Regions from separate parts of the Sus scrofa genome. Here region 2 is linked to region 1. A link is a contact called in public HiChIP or PLAC-seq data. All regions are on one chromosome and are shown on one strand. The core of a region is the stretch at or near the end of the contact, and the rest is flanking DNA. Distances in the headings are between cores, read along the strand shown. Region 1 overlaps RBM20 (RNA-binding protein 20). Region 2 holds the start of SHOC2 (leucine-rich repeat protein SHOC-2).

Region 1 (3,911 bases), core at 669-3,168:
GTGGTATAGGCTGCATTCAGTCCCTGGCCTGGGAACTCCATATGCCGCAGGGCAACCAAAAAAAGAAAGAAAAAAGAGTTGATTTTAAGAGTCCAGTTTTTTACTGCCATTTTAGGAGTTAACAGAAAGCTAGCCCCCTACATCTCCACATCTAGCCCAAGTCCAAGGCATTCTCTTTGATGCCTTCTCTGAATGATCCATGCCTCAGGAGCCCTGGTTTCCAGAATCGCCTATGGTACACAGCCTAGCACAAAAGCATCACTGCTCCATGTAACTCTTTGGCAGTTTCACACACGCTGGTGTGGGGGCTCCACAACTAGACACCGTGAGCTCTCTGAGGTCAGGACCCGCCACACAGCCTTCCCACGGGGCTTACTGGCTCCACTGGTGTGGCAGACACTGACAAGCAACTGGATACTATTCATATTTTTCAAAGTTTTGAATTGCATTTTAATAGAAAAGTTCCCACGATCTTTGGTCAGCAAAATATCACAGTCTCCTTTTGCCAATGGTTCAATTTCAGGAAGTGTCTTTTTGCCACAGACCAACTAAGCCCATGGCTACCTATTGTTTTCTTATTGGTGGTGGGGGGGTTAACACCACTTTCTCCAGTTATTCATAAGAGAAAGTTTCATTTCTCTACTTCAAACACTGTGTGAACATCAGAGGTTGCATTTTTATAGAGCAAGCCAATAAATAAAAACATATGAAATAATGGCTTAGTGTTTAAACACAGAAACTTCAAAATGAGTTTTATTACTTCACTTGAAAAGGTTTTGTTTTGTTTTGTTTTTTCTCTTTTTACTCTATTTAGGAATTGGCAAGGAAAACCTAGGTAAAAGGTCAAGGCCCACATGTTAACCTTGGGTGTATCTCTTACTTAGGATCTCAGGCTTGCCCTTCACCCGTTGGAGTTAGTTTTATCCACAAAATGGGACTAAAAGTGCCTTCCTGGAAGCCTTGGAGGAGTATTTTAAGATACTATTATTACTCTAAACCAGAAAGTGCTTAGGAAAAGGCAGAGTCCTGAATGGAGGAGGCATCTAGACCACGACCTGAGTCCAGAAGGGAAGAAGGGAGGTGACGGCACCTCCATGTCCCTGGCTCCAGCTCCTCTGCACAGCTGGTCAGCTGGTCTAGCAGGTGCTCTGAATTGGCCTGGGGCACTGCAGAAGTGGCTGGTGGATCTGAGGGGGGAGGAAAAGATGCTACTCTGGCAGAACAACAACAAAAATTATTTTTAAATTAAGGCTCAACTCTCTTTTCTCAAACAATAATGCAAATACCAGTAATACACAAGCAGGTGGAGGTTATTTATAGAGAGGATTCTTTTTTCACTTTCTATTCTGAAATAATTATAGACTCACAAGAAGTTGCAAAAATAGCACAGAGAGGTCTATGTCCCTATTACTCAGCTTCCCCCAATGGCAACATCTTATGTAACTATCTTACATTCTCAAAACCAGGACCTGACATTGGCACAGAACTCTGAGCTAGGCTACCGATCTCAATCAGATGTCATCAGTTTGTGCATACACTGTTGCTTTTAAGTTTACAAACTAAAATGGTGGAGGAGAGAGAAAGCACTGGTACAGAACAGTTTGCCAAACTGTAATGAAATCAACACAATGCAATTTTGATAGGGAGCACATGAGTATGCAAACATTACTTTATTACAATATTTCTTCCTGTTGGGTCCATTGTAATCAAATGATATTTGCAGTAATTCATGTGTTTACATTTGTAGAATCTCCCATCCAGGGGGTGAAAGGCTTCATGGACCTTTGTTCCCATAGCAGTTCTATAAGAATAACAAAGAGCTGGTGGTGTTTTCTTTTCCAGAGGGGGAAGCCATCGCCCATGAGGGTCCTCAAACCAGGCCTCCTCTGTGATCAGCCGCCCAGCCCTGATCCACCCATGCAATATCACAGGAGTCCCTCAGCTTTAAGGGCATGTCCAGGTGGAATTTGGTGCTGACCTTGAACTACTCCAGGTTGACTTAGCAATGCTGCCATCTGGTGGTCAAAGAACTAAGAAAATCAGTGATAATTAGTTCTTTGTGGACCATCAGTTAGTTACATACTCAATTTTTACAAGGGAAGCTCTCCTTAAGGCACTGAATATTCTAATAAGGAATGTTTTGTAATGAAAATTATGACTCTGCTGTAGATTAACTATGACCACAAATTTCTTTGAAGCCTTTCCATGAAGAGGTGGAGTCTATCTCTTGAATCTGGGCTGGGCTGGTGATTTGCTTTGGAACATGATGCACAGGAAGTGATGCTGTTTAACTTTCAAGCCTCTGCTTCAAGAGGCCTCAGAGCTTCCCACTTTCCCCTGCTGGAACACTGCCACTTTTTAAACAAGCCCGGACTAGCCTTTAGAACAAGCCAAGGCTAGCCTCCTTGAGGATGGGACTCCACACAAAGAGACAGAGGATCAGCTGTCTAAGCCATTTCTTCTAAGGCCCTAGGTGCATCAGTGAGGCCATCCAAGACCAGGCAGTCCCAGCTGAACCACTACCTGGTGTGGTGATGAATGTGCCCAGGCAAGACTGGCTGAAGCCAACTCAATCATAAGAAACACTAAATTGTTGTTTTAAGCCACCAAATTCAGAGATGCCTGTAAAACAGTAGTAGATAACTAACACACACCCTCAAATTTATGTGGTATTTTTTGGCTACACCCGAGGCATGTGGAAGTTCTTAGGCCAGGGATCAAACCCACGCCACAGCAGTGACCTGAGCCGCTGCTGTTGACAATGCTGGATCCTTAACCCACTGAGCCACAAGGGAATACCTCAAATTCCTGTTTTAAAAATATGTATTCTGAACCATAACTTTAAGATTTAATACTACTATTTTAAATTGAGAAAGGCATCATACATCAATATTTCCATGTGATAAGTCCTAACCATGATACAAATTTTGAATGTTGCATACTTTGCTTTTCTTATGCATTTTCAGACCCTGCCATGTGTTATCATTCATTCATTCATTCATTCATCATACATTAACTGAACGTGTCACCAGTAATAGCTACTAGGGAGGCACTAAATACTTGGCAGTGAATTAGACATGATGCCTACCCTTAAGAAGGTCACGGCTACTGGAGAAGACTCATGGGCAAATGCATCATAACAACACTGTGGAATTATGTTAGGTTAGAACAGAGGAGTAACTCCCTTGGTGTTAGCAGTAGGGGTGGTAGGATGGATATATTAGTCAGGACCCAATTAGGAAAAGAGAAACCACTCCAAGTATTTAGAACTACGAGAAAGTAATCCAGGACATTTTTTATGATTTTTATTTTTTCCTTTATAGTTGATTTATAGTGTCAGAGAATTTGCTATACAGGTGAGAAGGCAGACAAAAGTCCATGAGACGGGAGCGGGTAGGTAGAGGCCTGGAAGATAGTCAGTCACTGCCAAAGATGTCACCAGCCACAGAGAAGGAGGGGCAGAAATTCCCTGGTATCTCCCTTCCTCCACCCTCCAATCTCCTACCAGTGCCGGGCACTGGTCAAAGCCAGCAGCAGAAGCCAAGAAAATGCTGCCTGCAGGGATCACAGCCTGTGATATGGAGCACAGCACCGGAAAAACAAGGAAAGAATAACAGCAAACAGCCTCAAGATTTGCCACGTGGGGTGCTGTGGGCTAGAAAGGCTTTGCAACTGAGCAGATGATCAGATTATTTCATGCCATCCATTCATTCTCTGCCTGCCTCTCCCTGACCCCAGTGCAGTACTGGGGTCTTAGACAACCTTTCATCCTGGTGCAACTCTAGCTCGCCATTAAAGATAGGTAAAGGCCATCACAGCAGAGGTGACATGATTCTTTTTGTACTACACAGGCCCTTGTCAAAAGAGAATCTCAACGAACATTTAAATATGAAGCATTAAACCATTTGAGA
Region 2 (3,911 bases), core at 1,031-3,530, 180 kb before region 1:
CCTACATCTGCAACCCAATTTTTACTTCGGTATCCCCAGAGACTAAGAAAACATTTCTTTGGGCAGGTTGCAAAACATTGCTTCCTCTTTTATTCTCATCACCCTCATTATGATACAAAGCAACAGACAGACAAGAAAGCCAAATCACCAACTGCAAGGGTTTAAAGCTTAAACACACACAAAAAGCATCTTCTTTCCAGCTACCGAAAGGGTATTCAGTTCACCTGTTTGTAAATCCATACTAACACAATTACACAAAACCTCTGATGATTAAAAAAAAAAAAAAGCAATTAATGGTTCAGAGTCATTATTCTTCTACCTAGGCAAGGGGGGGAGGGGGATGGTACAAAACAATGGATACAGAGGGGCTGGGGAAAAATCGTTTTGTCCTGAAGCCTCTAACGTTTAGAGCTGGGGGTGGGGGGTGGGGGGGGCGGGGAGGAGAGTACTTTTCCTCTATCCCTAAAAGCTGCCGCGGAAAGAGGTTGGCATTAGGCAGGTCCAACAGAGCAGTCTTGGACCTACAACTCGCTTCACCAAGCAACACACCCAAAGTCGACTCACCACTCTTCAGAGAGAGGAGACGAGAACCCGAGAGCGCGGTGGGCTTTGGGGAGCGGGCGAGGAAAGACTCCACCCGCACCACTACCGCTGCGTCGGGGCCCCAGCCAACGTTTCATACGCCCACGGGGCGCCCCGCAGCCTGGGCCCGGGGACCCAGGGAGCCGAGCGGAGCAGGACCGTCCTCTGGGCGCCCCCGGCCCCGGCTCTAGAGCCAGTTAGTCCTCTCTCGGGCGCTGTCCCCGGCCGCCTGCGGCAACCGCAGGCCCGGCCCCGGACGCTGTCAGCTGGCCGGCTCGCTCTCGGCGAGAGGCTACGGGCCCGTACGAGAGACGGCTCCGTGGGCCCGGCCCTCCCGGCGACAGCACCCAGGAAAGCGGCGGCGGCGGCGGCGCCTCCCAGGGCCCCGGCCCCTCGGGCCTCGCCCCGGCCCCGCCAGCTAGCGCCTGTCAGGACGCGCGGGGCTTCCCCCTACCGACAGCCCGCCCGACCGGCAGGAAGGAAGGCAGGAAGAACCGGCCAACAAGCACCCTCCCGCCTCAGCGGCCCCTGGTTACCGTCAGGAGCCCCGACTCCGCCATCCTCCTAGCTCGCCCTTCCTCCTCCTCCTTGGAAGCGACGCTGCCCAACCGCCGCCCCCCGCCCGCCCCTCCCCCACTCGCCCCGCCCCGCCCCGCCCGCCCCTCCACACACACTCGTTGCTACCGCCCCGCCCCACCCCTCCGGCGCAGGCCGGTCAATCGCTGGGGAAGAAAAACAGGCGGGGCCAGGGCAACAGAAGCTGCCCAATCAGAGTGAGGTACTGTCGCCAGCGACGCTACCCAATCAGAGTGAGGCATTAGCTCCAGCTTCTCTTTCTCTCTCCCTCTCTCTCTCTCTCTCTTACTCTCCCCGCCCTTTTCCTTTCCTCAGCTCTTCTATGCCCTTTCTCCCGCCCACTGGGCGCCGCTGGCTAGCTGGGTCACCGAGAGACCCTCCAGCAGGGTAGAGAGACAACTCTCAACGGAAGTTACTGTTGACGCTAAGGCAGCCATATCTGATAATGGCAACGGAAGTTTCCTCGCCTCCGGTCTCCTGTGTGACGTAATTTTCCCTTCGCCCAATCTTATAGTTGCCCTGGGCAACAGTTGAGCCGTCAGGGAAGACACGCATCTGTAAGTAGGCCCCAAAAAGTACCGAAGGTAACCAGACATCCCATATTAAACAAGTTAATTCATACTCCAGACTACTTTCCAAGATTGGGGGGATAGAGGAAGCGGCTTTTCTGGCCCTTATTTTGCTGGGACATCTGGTCACTTACCTAGGTGGACAAGAGTTTACGGCGCCGAAAATCCCTGTCCTGCCCGGAAGTTGCGTTTGACACTTCTGAAAGGGGTCATGGCGGAAGCATGGGAATAGCTTGCGCCCCCCTTTCCCCAGGGAGTACCCATTCCGACAGGAGTCGCAAAGTGAGGTGAGTGTCCCTTGGTCTCCAACCGTGGGTCAGGCCCGTGCGGGCCCGACGGCCCCTGGGAAACGGAGCGCTGAGGAGGCGAGCCGGGCTCAAAGCCTCTTCCGCTGGAAATAGGTTTTCTTTCCGGGCTGGTCCGATGGCGGCCCGCCCTCCCTCCGCCCCTCTGAGGCTCCCTGTGGGGTGAGGCCGCTCTACCGGCTTCCCTCGCCCCGCTGCAGCCAGCTGGGACGGGAGGGGCCCCTAACTCCAGCAAAGTGGATCTCCTGACCACGCCCCAGCAAGTTCTGTTAAGCACTTTCACCCTCTGACCTTTAAGGTCGGAGAATTCTGGAGCTTGAGGAAATCATTTTCCATCCCCAGCTATAAAGGAAAAAGATGGTCACCCTACCACTGTGACAACATCTCGAAGCCTTATTTCCCCACTTCCTGTCTGCATATTCTGAAATTTTCAACCTTTTCTTCGTTTCTCCTCTTCTCGGGGTTTGTAAGCATTGACTGCAGTTCTGGATGAAAGTATACTGTCCACATTGTGCATGTCTATGGTTTATTAAACAACTTAATGTTTGTGAATATTCATGAAATGTATTATTTTATATGGTTTTTTTACAAGAGTTATCACACATTATCGTAGTTCCTTCTGTAGATTTGAGTCGACAATTGTCAGTCATCTTGGTAATATCAAGTTGGCTCAGATCCAATTTTGCTGTGGCTCTGGTGTAGGCTGGCGGCTACAGTTCTGTTTGGACCCCTAGCCTGGGAACTTCCATATGCCTCCGCTGTGGCCCAAAAAGACAAAAAAAAAAAAAATTTTTTTTAAAGAATACGATAAACATTCATATACCTTTCGCCTAGATCCAACAGTTGTTAACATTGTGCCATATTTACTTTATCCCTTTTCACACACTTTGTTATTGAGCCATTGGGAAATAGGTTGCAGACACCTGTTGTTAAGCAGGCATCCCTAAACATGTATTTATTTTCTAAGAATTATAAAGTTTTCTTGCAAAAACAAAATATCATTATGATTAATAAGTCTTCAGTCTTTAAAATCCAGTGTGTATATATCTGTATTTTCCCATTGACCAAAGAATGTCTTTTATACCTCCTCCTTGCAAAAAATATCAGGGTCCAGTCATGGTTTATATATTGTATTTGGGTATTATAACTTTTTTTTTTTTTTTTTGTCTTCTTGCCATTTCTTGGGCCGCTCCGGTGGCATATGGGGGTTCCCAGGCTAGGGGTCTAATTGGAGCTGCAGCCGCCGGCCTACGCCAGAGCCACAGCAACGCAGGATCTGAGCCACATCTGCAACCTACACCACAGCTCACGGCAACACCCGATCCTTAACCCACTGAGCAAGGCCAAGGACCGAACCCACAACCTCATGGTTCCTAGTCGGATTCGTTAACCACTGAGCCACGACGGGAACTCCAGGGTATTATAACTCTTTAGCCTTAATCTAGAACCATTCCGCCATCTCTTTTTACCTTGTAAAATTGTCATTTTGAAAAGTTCAGGCCAGGGGTCTTTTTGAATGTCTCCTCTTATTTTTCACAAATCAGAAGTAGGTCTGGAAGCATGATTAGATTCAGTTTAACACTTTTTGCAAGACTACTTAAAAGTATTTATACTTTACCAATCATGACTAACTGCAGCTACATTTACCATGCCATGAGTTGCTCATTAAATCCATCCCACTTCTCAGCACACCACCCTTCTATGATGTCCTACAGAGAAGAGTTTAATCTTCCTGTCTTTGTAGAGTACGTTAGTGTCCTGCACTGACAACATAGACTGGCTACCTTTAATAAAGTTTTGCTGCTACTTTGCCTACACTTGACGCTGATGCAATGTAATCTACAGCAAAGTGTACTGATGTCAGCAGTTTCATGAGTTT

What was found. HiChIP or PLAC-seq counts read pairs in DNA pulled down with a chosen protein or histone mark.
Region 2: an H3K27ac HiChIP or PLAC-seq map of skeletal muscle shows a contact between it and region 1. The contact joins the promoter of SHOC2 here to the enhancer-like site in region 1. A contact is called at or near these places in 2 of 5 promoter capture datasets (fetal liver and liver), 9 of 47 Hi-C or Micro-C datasets (blood, embryonic fibroblasts, liver and 2 more) and 2 of 2 datasets of contacts at active chromatin or transcription factors (alveolar macrophages and skeletal muscle).

Annotation. Positions count from the first base shown.
Region 1 is chr14:121,166,493-121,170,403 of Sscrofa11.1, reverse strand. The region is part of intron 1 of RBM20 (RNA-binding protein 20); the gene reads right to left. Among named protein-coding and RNA genes, the nearest start is that of PDCD4, 100 kb to the left of the region's middle. Within about 2 kb of position 1,918, at least 13 of the 83 cell types and tissues checked have an H3K27ac peak or open chromatin away from gene starts, as enhancers often do. A contact at or near this core is called in embryonic fibroblasts and skeletal muscle, where this site is marked.
Region 2 is chr14:121,346,307-121,350,217 of Sscrofa11.1, reverse strand. It overlaps SHOC2 (leucine-rich repeat protein SHOC-2), which reads right to left and starts at 2,280. Exons shown (of 9, transcript XM_005671457.3): 1 at 1,862-2,280. BBIP1 (BBSome-interacting protein 1) reads left to right here and starts at 1,876. Exons shown (of 4, transcript XM_013983731.2): 1 at 1,876-2,014.